Linked DNA regions of Mus musculus: regions 1 and 2 are each linked to region 3. The links are chromatin contacts, called in public promoter capture Hi-C maps. All regions are on one chromosome and are shown on one strand. Each heading gives the region's core, a stretch centred on a gene start, on an enhancer-like site or on the middle of the called end of the contact. The rest is flanking DNA. Distances are from core to core; before and after follow the strand shown. Region 1 holds the start of Tardbp (TAR DNA binding protein). Region 2 holds the start of Ubiad1 (UbiA prenyltransferase domain containing 1). Region 3 holds the start of Errfi1 (ERBB receptor feedback inhibitor 1).

Region 1 (3,505 bases), core at 520-3,019, 2.2 Mb after region 3:
AACCTGGAATATACAGTAGGACCCTGTCTAAAAAAAAAAAAAAAGATAGCTGGTGCCAGCTAGATGGCTCACAGAAAAACTCACACAGAGCAGGTTTGGTTTCCCACAGAGACGTGAACACAGAAAATAAATAAAAAATGCAAGCTGGGCGTGGTGGCGCACGCCTTTAATCCCAGCACTCGGGAGGCAGAGACAGGCGGATTTCTGAGTTTGAAGCCAGCCTGGTCTACAAAGTGAGTTCCACGACAGCCAGGGCTACACAGAGAAACCTTTTCTCGAAAAACCAAAAAAAAAAAAAAAAAAAAAAAAAAAAATCAAAAAAAAAAAATGCAATCATCCTTTTAAACTACTGTTAAAGTTCTTGACTTTTCCAGGCATGGTAGCACAGGTCTGTAATCCCGGACAGTCAGGAGGCCAGGCCCAGGCTCTGCTGTATGAAACCTTGTCTTAGGAGACAAACAAAAAACCATTTTGGTGACTCACACCTGTAATCCCAACACTGAAGGCGCAGATTCAGGAAAGGCATAGCAAATCTGAGGCCAGCCTGGTCTACACAGTAAGTTCTAAGCCAGCCAAAGACTACGCAGAAATCCTGTTTTGTTTGTTTGTTTGTTAAGTTCAAAACCAAAAAGTAAATAATGCTGGGTGGAAGGACTCATGCCTATAATCCCAGCACTCAGATGGTTGAGGCAGGAGGACAGGCCAGGAGTTCCTGGCCAGCCTGGGCTCTAATGGAAGTTAGGGGCTAGACATTAACATCTGTTCTTCCAATGCCATCTTCTTACAAGGTAGCTGTGAGGAGGAAATGAATTCATTTATAAACTTAAAGTGGGAAGGCTTGGCCTGATGGTGATCTGCAATCCTACCCCATTCCTCCCAGAAGGGAGGCAGAGGCAGGAGGAACCCAGCAAGCTCAAGGCCAGCCTGTTCTGTACAGCAAGACCCAGTTTCAGTAAATAAAGCAACTGTGTAAAACCTTTGTGCCTAAGCTTTGAATCTGATACACCAAGAAATTCCAACCCTGAGTAAAGAGTCTACATCTGCTGCTTGGTGGTAGAGCTAGCCTTCAGCCTTTTTAAAGTTATACTAGGACTCGTCAACTGGAACCGAAATACTGAAACATCCAAGTAGTTTTTTGCTGTAGGATTCAGACCCTAGTGGGGCCTCTTTCTCATGGTGACTTCATGCAAGGTACTCAACTCTGTGCCTCAGTTTCTTCACTTATTGAAAGAGGAGAGAGTATCACGACTATCGTGTAGACTGCTAGGGCAGCATCCACACTTGGCAGCCTTGATGAGTTAAAGGACAGCCTGGGCTACACAGTGACTTTGAGATCCCTGTCTCTAAAACAGTATCTGATGGCTAAGCCCAAGGTCAATGGGAAGACACTTGCCTGCCATTCACAAGATTCTGGTTTGTTTTTCTCCCCCTAGAGCCAGAGAGTGCTAAAAGGTACTTGATACAAAATAGTACTTAGAACAGGGACCATTTTGCAGATCAAAGTTAATGTTTCCACGTTGGAAATTAACGAGCAAAGGCAGAAGACATTTAAGAGTCGCCTTTAGACTAGGAACCCAGGGTTCCCAGGGATTCCCCCCCAAGCCCTTACGCGTTCAGTCGCAGGCTCCGCCCCCTTTCCCTCCTAGCCCCGCCCCTGCCGCCCCAGTCCCGGCCTGCGCTAGTCTCGCGCATTCTCGGCGCGCGCGAGCTCCTCGACTAGGGCCGGCCGTTGGTCAGGCGAAGCCATCTACCGCGTTACGTAGGGGGACTCGGAAGGCCGAGTGGCCGTTCTGTCCTTCATCTGTCAGTTTTTCAGACCCAGCTGTTTTCATTGTTGCGTTTCTTTACTTTTTTCTATACGCCGAAGAGCCTGCTAGCATCCGAGCCTCTGGGAGGAGAGAGCGCCTGTGGCTTCCCTCGGAGAGCGCCCCTCCTGCAGGGAAGCCAGTGGGAGAGGCCGAAGGCGGGCGAGGGCGGGAGGCGGCCCTAGCGCCATTTTGTGGGCACGGAGCGGTAGCGCGGCTGTTGTCGGATTCCTTCCCGTCTGTGCTTCCTCCTTGTGCTTCCTAGCAGTGGCCTAGCGGGTAGGTTGGTCGCCAAGGCCGGCCTGCGTGCCTCGAGTGTTGCTTCGGAGAGGCCCGGTGCGGCCTGCGCCGCGGGGAGGGAGCGGTAGAGCGGGGCCTGGTTGGCCTCGCGCAGCCGCGTCGTTAAGGCCTAAGCGCGGGCAGTAGCCGGAGCGGGACGCCGGGCCTCTGCTTGGCTGTGAAGCCACGGGCGGAAGTGTGTGGCCGCCCCGGGTTTCCAGGCGTCCTAGTCCCTGTAGATTGTCGCTTTTGAGAATAACTGTTGTCACCATGGGACTTGGACCTCCGCGGGCCCCACCCTGGGCCCAGTTGAAAGGGGGGGAAAATCATCAACGTTGTCTGTCGCGCACGGCCTTCTGGGAAGCGGCGGCCTACCTCCCGGAGTAGCCGTCGTTGCTCCCTCGACGCCTAACTTTAGCCAGACCTTTCCGAGGATGAGCACCAGAACTGCTAGATAACTGTTCTGATGTCGGTGTTCGTGCTCCACCAGCACAGGGAGGGTTCCTCAGATCCCAATGCTTGGCTGGTTTTTTCCACGTTAAAGCACGTGCTAAACCCGATTCAGGTCCAGGCTATAGAAGAAACTTAATTCAGAATGGTTACGAAATACGGTAGCCTGTAATCTGTGCGCTCCAGGTAAGAAATGACGAGTGCAAGAAAAAAAATCGGGGCAGATACTTAGTTCTTTAACACCTTGTTTTTGTCTGGCTTTGTAGCCAACGGGCCACATGGTAACACTGTTGCCATTTTAGCACCGGAAGCTTATAGTGTGCGCTGAGAAAATAGAACTGGCGGGCAGAGCGCCACATGAACACCGGTTTTCCCTGTGGCTGCCCCGGAACTCAGTAGACTAGGCCAGCCTCGAACTCAAAAAGATCTGCCTGCCTCAAGAGTGCTGAGATTAAAGGCGTGGGTTATCGTGCTCGACAAAAATCACATTTTTTTTTAAAGATTTATTTTATTAATATATGTAAGTACACTGTAGCTGTCTTCAGACACTCCAGAAGAGGGAGTCAGATCTTGTTGCGGATGGTTGTGAGCCACCATGTGGTTGCTGGGATTTGAACTCTGGACCTTCTGAAGAGCAGTCGGGTGCTCTTACCCACTGAGCCATCTCAACAGCCCCCAAAATCACATTTTTATTTTAGAAAATACCTTTTCTCTATTTTTTTTTCAGGGATGGCAAAAGAAACATTTTAGGTAGCAGGAATCTTTTCAGGAAGTGGGAATAAAGTGGTGTGATAATAGCCAATTATGAAAAGATAACTCCTCTGATTTTCTTGCTCATTTCTTTTTCCTTTAAGAGATTTAAGCAAAGATGTCTGAATATATTCGGGTAACAGAAGATGAGAACGATGAACCCATTGAAATACCATCAGAAGACGATGGGACGGTGTTGCTGTCCACAGTTACAGCCCAGT
Region 2 (3,557 bases), core at 303-2,802, 2.4 Mb after region 3:
GATAGGGCCTCACTATGTAAACTGGACAGTCCCTCAACTGTCCTGGAACTCACTATGTAAACCAGACTGGCCTTGAACTGACCGATCCTCTTGCCTCTGGAGTGTTAGACTAAAAGGCATGTGCCACCTTGCCTGGCCTAACATCTGTGTGGGTTTTTTGTGGTTTTTAATTTTTCCTGATCATTTATTTTTTAAAATTCACTTTACATCCCCATCGCAGCATCCCCTCCCTCCAACATTTCAACTCTCGTTGAGTACCAGCTGTTCTTTCACAGGACTCAGGGGCAGTTCCCACGTTAGGATGTTCACAAAAGCCTGCAGGGTGTAGGGTTGGGATGTAGCTCAGATAGTAGATTATCTGCCTAGCATGTGGAATCCCCAGCACCCCATAAAACCAAGTGTGGGTGAATGCTTGTAATTCCAGCACTCAGGGAGTTGGAGGAGATTCAAGGTTGGATCAAAATTTCAAGGTCATTATGGGCTACATTGCCAATTTCTAGCCAGCCTGAGCTATATAGGCCCCTGCCATTTTATTATTGGATTTTTTATGAATAGGTGTTTTGCCTGTATATATGTATATCTAGTGTGATCTTCTTGCATGTATGCATGCCTGGTGCCTTTAAAGGCCAGAATAGGGGGTCAGATCCCCTGGAACTGGAGATACAAGCAGTTGTGAGCTCTTGGGGGTGCTAGGAATCAAACCCTGTTCTTTGGAAGGGCAGCTAATGCTCTTAACCGCTGAGCCATCAGTCCTGGCCCTGTCTCCAGAAACAAAGCAAAAAACCATGTAGGTCTTTACATCTTAGTACACAGAAAGCTTCCTACTTCTTTTTCTTCCAGCTATACATACATGTTCCATCACATAGTACCGCATTTTCTTTTCCAAGCTCTTGGCTTATGAACACTTCTCTTTTCTTCTTTCGGTCTCTCCTCTCTTCCCTTCCATTTCCTTTCCTTTCTCCTTCCCTTCCCTCTTCTCCATCTCCTTTTTGCAGGGTGGTGGTGGCACACACCTTTAATCTTACTCAGCTCCTGGGAGGCAGAGGCAGGTAAATCTGAGTTCGTGGCCAGCCTGGTCTACAGCGTGAGTTCCAGGACAGCCAGGGCTACATACACTGAGAAACTTTGTCTTGAAAACCGAAAACCAAACAAAAAGATAATCTCACGAAGCTTGAGTTGGCTTCAAACTCACTATATAATAAGGGATGTCCTTGAATTCTCTTCCTGTCGTCGTCTCCCAAGTTCTAGGGCCATAAGGATGCACCACCAGCCCAGCAATGCGCACAATACTTTCAACGTAGGATGTATTGGGGTAACCACAAATGAGTCTTATTTCTTATTTCAGTAAGTGAACCTGCCCAGTATAACGCAAAGCGACACGCCCTGAAATCCCAGGAGGGCTAAACAGCTGCTTCTTTCCAGTGACTTGCTTTTAGCTAATTTGTTGAACCTGGGCTCTGGCCTTTGACCACACCCCTCTCCGACCACGCCCCTCGCCGGCCTTCACCGGGCCCTGCCCGCCCCAGGTCCGAGTTTCCGGGCCGGCCTCCTGAGGCCGACGCACAAGATGGCGGCGCCGTCCGCCCGATAGGGGTTGCGGGCTGAGGCGGGTTATTGAGTTGTGGCACGGGGGAAGCGACCCCAGACAGGCTTCGCTCAGGTGACAGGTGGGCGGGCAGCGCCGCTGGCCCCGTGGCGGTGCATGGCCTGGTTGCTGTCTTCAGTTTTCCCCGCCTCCCAAACCCTGACCGGGGGCGGAACCAGAGAAAGGTCAGGCCAGGCTGTCCCGCCTGTCTCCGTCCTGGGGCGGTCCCCTTGAGTGGCTCACTTTTAGAATTGACTTTAGCCACGTGTAGCTTCCATGGCTGCGGTACAGGCCCCGGGGGAGAAGATTAATATCCTGGCAGGAGAGACAGCCAAGGTCGGGGACCCGCAGAAGAACGAATGGCCCGAGCAGGACAGGCTTCCCGAACGATCCTGGAGGCACAAGTGCGCCTCCTACGTGTTGGCCCTGAGGCCCTGGAGCTTCAGTGCCTCACTCACCCCTGTGGCCCTGGGCAGTGCCTTGGCCTACAGGTCTCAGGGTGTCCTGGATCCCAGGCTGTTGTTGGGTTGTGCAGTGGCTGTCCTGGCTGTACACGGGGCCGGCAATTTGGTCAACACATACTATGACTTTTCCAAGGGCATTGACCACAAAAAGAGTGATGACAGAACTTTGGTGGACAGAATTCTGGAGCCCCAGGATGTTGTTCGATTTGGAGTCTTCCTCTACACCTTGGGCTGCGTCTGTGCTGCTTGCCTCTACTACCTGTCCGCTCTGAAATTGGAACACTTGGCTCTCATCTACTTCGGAGGCCTGTCTGGCTCCTTTCTCTACACAGGAGGTAAGAATTGGCCTGTTTCCTGCTCTAAGGTCCCAGTTGCCTAAACTGGAAACTGCTACCTTCCATAGGAATGGTAGACGTGTCAAAGACGCCTTACTAAAGTAGGCCACTTGACTGGAAATCCAAAATGTGTGTATCGTGGATACTTTGAAACCTTAAGTTGTGAAAATACTGGTTTGGCAGTGGATTATGAACACTGCTCCCCCGATGGAGACATGGCTTAGCCTTTAAGATCTCTTACTGTGGGCTGGAGACCCCCCTACAGTTGGCTTAGTGGTTAAGAGCACAGGCTGCTCTTCCACAGGTCCTGAGTTCAATTCCCAGCAACCACATGGTGGCTCACAGCCATCTGTAATGGGATCTGATTCCCTCTTCTGGCATGCAGGCTTACAGTGCAAACAGAGCATTCATGTACATAAAATACAGAAATAAATAAATGTTCATACTTACCTGGCAAGGGAGATGCCATGATCTCAAAGGTGGTTTTCCTGGCCAAGACTTCTCTATTGTACTCCAATATGCTGACCCCTGTGATTTCCCCAAAGGTGGGAAACTCAACTGCACTATATATAAAACTGCTTTTATAGAGGACCCATGTTCTGTTCCCAGCACCCATGTTGGGTGCCTGACAAACATATTTAACTTCAGCTTCATGAGATCCAACACCCCCTTGGAGCCCCAGTTGGCATCAGCACACATGTGCACACACATATCAATAAAATTTTAAGCTGGGCAGTAGTGGCGCACGCCTTTAATCCCAGCACTTGGGAGGCAGAGACAGGCAGATTTCTGAGTTCGAGGCCAGCCTGGTCTACAGAGTGAGTTCCAGGACAGCCAGGGCTATACAGAGAAACCCTGTCTCGAAAAACCAAACCAAACCAAACAAACAAACAAAAAGCATAGAATGGGCTAGCAAAATAGCTCAACAGATAATGGCCGATACCACAGAGCCTGATGACCTGAGCTTAATCTCCAGGATTCATAAGGTAGAAGGAGAGAACCAACTTCCAAAAGTTGTCCTCAAAAGTCTTTTACACACATGCTTGCACTCAAAAAAAACAAAACACAACAAAACAAAAAGTCAATGTGTAATAAGAATGTAAGCCATTATCTTTTGGAACCATTGTGAGTCTGGTTCTTCATTAACTGAAGTGCGATGCAGGTCACAGTGAG
Region 3 (3,508 bases), core at 476-2,975:
ACCTCTCAAAAATATGAGAAATCCAGACATTTCATAGCAGCTATTAACAAGGAACAACAGATTTTCTTTCCAAACCTTATCAGTTCTTGGACCAATCCTGTTAAGCCTTAAAATGTAAACCATGCTTTCCTGCATGTATTTAATCAACATGAACTATATTCAAGGCTGTGTAAAATAAGAGCTGTTCAGGGCATTTTCCAGCCCTTAAGGAGTTTACCATCTGATTTATTTGCCAAGATACAGATTTACAGTTTGAGATTTTTACCACTGATCAGCAAATGTCCACCAGTGCACAGGAGAGGGAGTGAAGGCCATGACAGAGTGCCCAGCCTTTTTAAACATCTTCATGTATTTCCTCTCAAACCTGATAATATCCGCCAGAGTTGACAGGTTAGTACGAAACCAGCTTATTCCTTACAAAATTTGCTCTTTTACTGATAAAGGTATTTAGATTATCTTTGGTCTCTATTTTGGTAAAATCTCTCTTAAAATCTCCATGTTTCAAGAAAAAAAAAAATTTAAAGGCAAGAGCCACCACAGTGAACTCAAAAATGTCCCAGTCTTAATAGATGCATATTCACTATACCTGTATAGACTTAAGGAAGTGTAAAACTGTAGAACTTTTCTTTTTTCTTTTTTTTTCCAGGATGAAAAAAAAAAAAAAGGCAATTTATACCTCACCTTTCTTCACCCCTGACAGTTGCCTGGAAACCAGTCCTGCCCTACCTGTGCTACAGGTGTACCTCCCGTCACATCTCTTTTAAAGCTACAGTCTCTATTCTTACTACACTTAAGTTTATGACTAACAATCTATTCACATTTTTATCAGGTAGGAGACTGGTTTCTTTCAAGCAATGATGAAATCCTAATAAAGACTGAGGAAGCACCCATCCAGCACCACCAATCACGATTAATTTGAACAAAGATAGGATATACGTATAAAAACAGGATACTGCCAAGGAGCCTTGGCGTTTGAACAGTTCTGTCTGCATTTTCACTCCTTTAATATATAAGTCATTTAAGGCAAAGAATCATGTTTCTGGAGAGGAAAAGGCCACGGAACAACTCGGATGAATTAAAACAAATATTTTTTTTTAAAGGGGAATGACCTTCGTCGCCGAGTCTCACCGAGACTCAAGACTGGTACCAACCAGGGACTAGCAATCTCCGAGCCCACCCGCGACAGCTTCTCGCAGAAGCTTTCCGGGCCGGACCGACGGGTGCGCGGGGTGAGAGGGAAGATGGAGGGGGCCGCAGCAGTTCCACCGCATCCCTGGGCCGCAGCTGCACCGGGAAGACCGTGGAGCCGCCGCTCCGGAGCCCCAGGCTGTGGAGACGTGTCGTGTGCGCGCCGGTGCATGGCCCCGGCGAGAAGCCGAGGGCGCCCGCGGCCCGCCGCTCCTCACGCACCCCGGCCCATCCCGGGAAGCGGAGTGCCGGAGGCTCCGGCTCCAGCCCACCGCCCGTCCGCCCGCCCTCCGCGCCCCGGCCCCACGTCTCCCGACGCCCGCCAGGCCCCTTACCCCAAGGGAGCGGGACCCCGCGGCGCCCTCCCGCGCATGTCCGTCCCGGCTGGCTCAGCGCCGCGGGCTTAGGGGCCCGAGCATCGCGCAGGCGCCTCGCCGCTCTCTTGCCCTCGCTCTTTCTCTCTGCTCGCTCGCAGGCTATGCTCGCGCTCGCTCGCTCGCACAGCTCACGCTCCGCGCCTCGCACTCGGCCGCCGACGCCGGCGCAGCCGACGCCCGTATTTATACGGTGAGCGACAACGTGACGTCAACGCCCGCAGCCCCGCCTCCTTCACGCAGCCAATCCGGGCGGGCGGACGCTTAAAGGGGCGATGCCGCTACCGAAGAGTTTGCGTGGGGCCCGCCGGGCGGCGCTAGCAGCCTCGTCTCCTGAGGGGACGTTTCTATTTGGGCCGCCTCTGTGCGAGCTGCCTAGCCTAAGGACACCGAGTTTTCCTTAGAAGGTTGTGAGCGGCCCTGTTTCCATCCCCGGGGAGGGAAGTGACGCTGAGATGCACTTGGATCCAAGAAACTCAGGGAGCGGGAGAAAATGGGGATTGGAGAGGAGAGGGGCACCCCGAGGTGTATATATGTGTGTGTGTGTGTATGTATGTATGTATGTATGTATGTATGTATGTATGTATGTATGTATGTATGTATATCGAGGGATGGTCGAGGGATGGCGAGGAGAGTGATGAAGAACGGAGGGGGACGGTGAGGAACAACGAGGGACTGCTGTGATGATGCGAGAGAGATGAAGGGCGCTACAACCAGGGATGGATGACCATGAAGAAAGTGGTCTCTGGGAAAGAGGGCAGCGGACTGAGGGGCAGTAAGGGACAAAATGCGTCTGAAGACAGGAAGGGGCAGGGAGTGTCTGGCTAAGGACAATAAGGGATGGAGGGGCAGTGAGGAGCAGTGTGAGGCACTGCGGGACTTATAGAGAACCTCACTAATTGATCTAGGTAGTTAAGGGACGGTGTGGGAAAGGAAGGGACAGAATGGAAAGGTGAGGGGCAGCGCAGAAAGGTGAAGGACAAAGGGGACTGGGCAGTGGGCCATGCTGTGTGGGCAGGATCAGGGAGGCCTCACTCCAGGCTCCTCTGTACTTGGCTTGGCCTCCAGCAAGGCTAGGCTGATCCCGGGCACCTCCCCCAAACCTGCCCCCAGCCCTCTTGGCTTACCTGTCAAAGTGCTGTTCTCCATGTCTTTTGGCCCCAGGGTGGCCGCTGATGCCCAAGGACAAAACGCCATCAAGTCTACAGGGAGGAGGGTTCGTGGGGCAGAAATCCGGTGATGCAACTTAGGTTTATAGTTTAACCGTAAAATAAATAATACAATGATAAACCAGAGTAGTTCAAGAAAAAAGGCAAACAGACAGAAGCCCTCCAGTTTGGACTAGTACAAATTCCTCTTAATGGCACTCCACAGAGTAGAGAGCGCAGACCTATGGCTGACCTCTGTGGTCCGCACACAGAGCCCTTCCTGCACTGCAGCAAGAATGCCTGATAGTTATAGGCTTAGCACCACCTAATTGAGCCAGTTTAACATATGGAATGAGGTGCTGGCCTCATTATCTGGTTAACTATTAACTTTGTGCCCCACGAACCAAGTTGCTTCTTCCAGTATTGACTTGATTTTTTTTTTTAATTGAACTCAAAGGCCTTAACTTTAAACTCAAGGCCTGATGCACTGGATTTTTAAAAAGAAAAGAAAACTCTAAAGTCTTGCTTTGCCCACTCTCAGCGGCAGGCTACCAGGATGTTAGAAGGTTCCTCCCCTCTTTCTGATGGTCCCTACTGGCCTGTAGGGGCTGCTGGGTTGCTTCCACACCCACGCTCCTAGCAATTCAATTCTCCCATCTTTTCTTATGGCCATTCTCTTAGTAGTATTTTAATCTTATGGAAATTGGTCATTGCCACATTGTCTATTTATTATTTACTATTTATTAACATTTATTATTTACTTGTTTAAGTTTTGGTGGGTTTTAAGACAGTTTTACT

What was found. Promoter capture Hi-C pulls out the DNA fragments that hold promoters and counts their contacts.
Region 1: a promoter capture Hi-C map of pre-B cells shows a contact between it and region 3, with 4 times the contacts expected there. The contact joins the promoter of Tardbp here to the promoter of Errfi1 in region 3. A contact is called at or near these places in 3 of 39 promoter capture datasets (liver, neutrophils and pre-B cells) and 1 of 9 other capture datasets (liver).
Region 2: a contact with region 3 is called in a promoter capture Hi-C map of pre-B cells, with 4 times the contacts expected there. The contact joins the promoter of Ubiad1 here to the promoter of Errfi1 in region 3. A contact is called at or near these places in 1 of 39 promoter capture datasets (pre-B cells) and 1 of 484 Hi-C or Micro-C datasets (B cells).

The regions. Positions count from the first base shown.
Region 1 is chr4:148,625,260-148,628,764 of GRCm38.p6, reverse strand. Tardbp (TAR DNA binding protein) reads left to right here and starts at 1,769. Exons shown (of 6, transcript NM_145556.4): 1 at 1,769-2,084; 2 at 3,389-3,505. The coding sequence starts at 3,403.
Region 2 is chr4:148,442,755-148,446,311 of GRCm38.p6, reverse strand. Ubiad1 (UbiA prenyltransferase domain containing 1) reads left to right here and starts at 1,552. Exons shown (of 2, transcript NM_027873.3): 1 at 1,552-2,384. The coding sequence starts at 1,862. It also overlaps the pseudogene Gm23303.
Region 3 is chr4:150,853,287-150,856,794 of GRCm38.p6, reverse strand. It overlaps Errfi1 (ERBB receptor feedback inhibitor 1), which reads right to left and starts at 1,725. Exons shown (of 4, transcript NM_133753.2): 1 at 1,524-1,725. It overlaps 1700045H11Rik (RIKEN cDNA 1700045H11 gene), which reads left to right and starts at 1,846. Exons shown (of 4, transcript NR_040649.1): 1 at 1,846-1,969.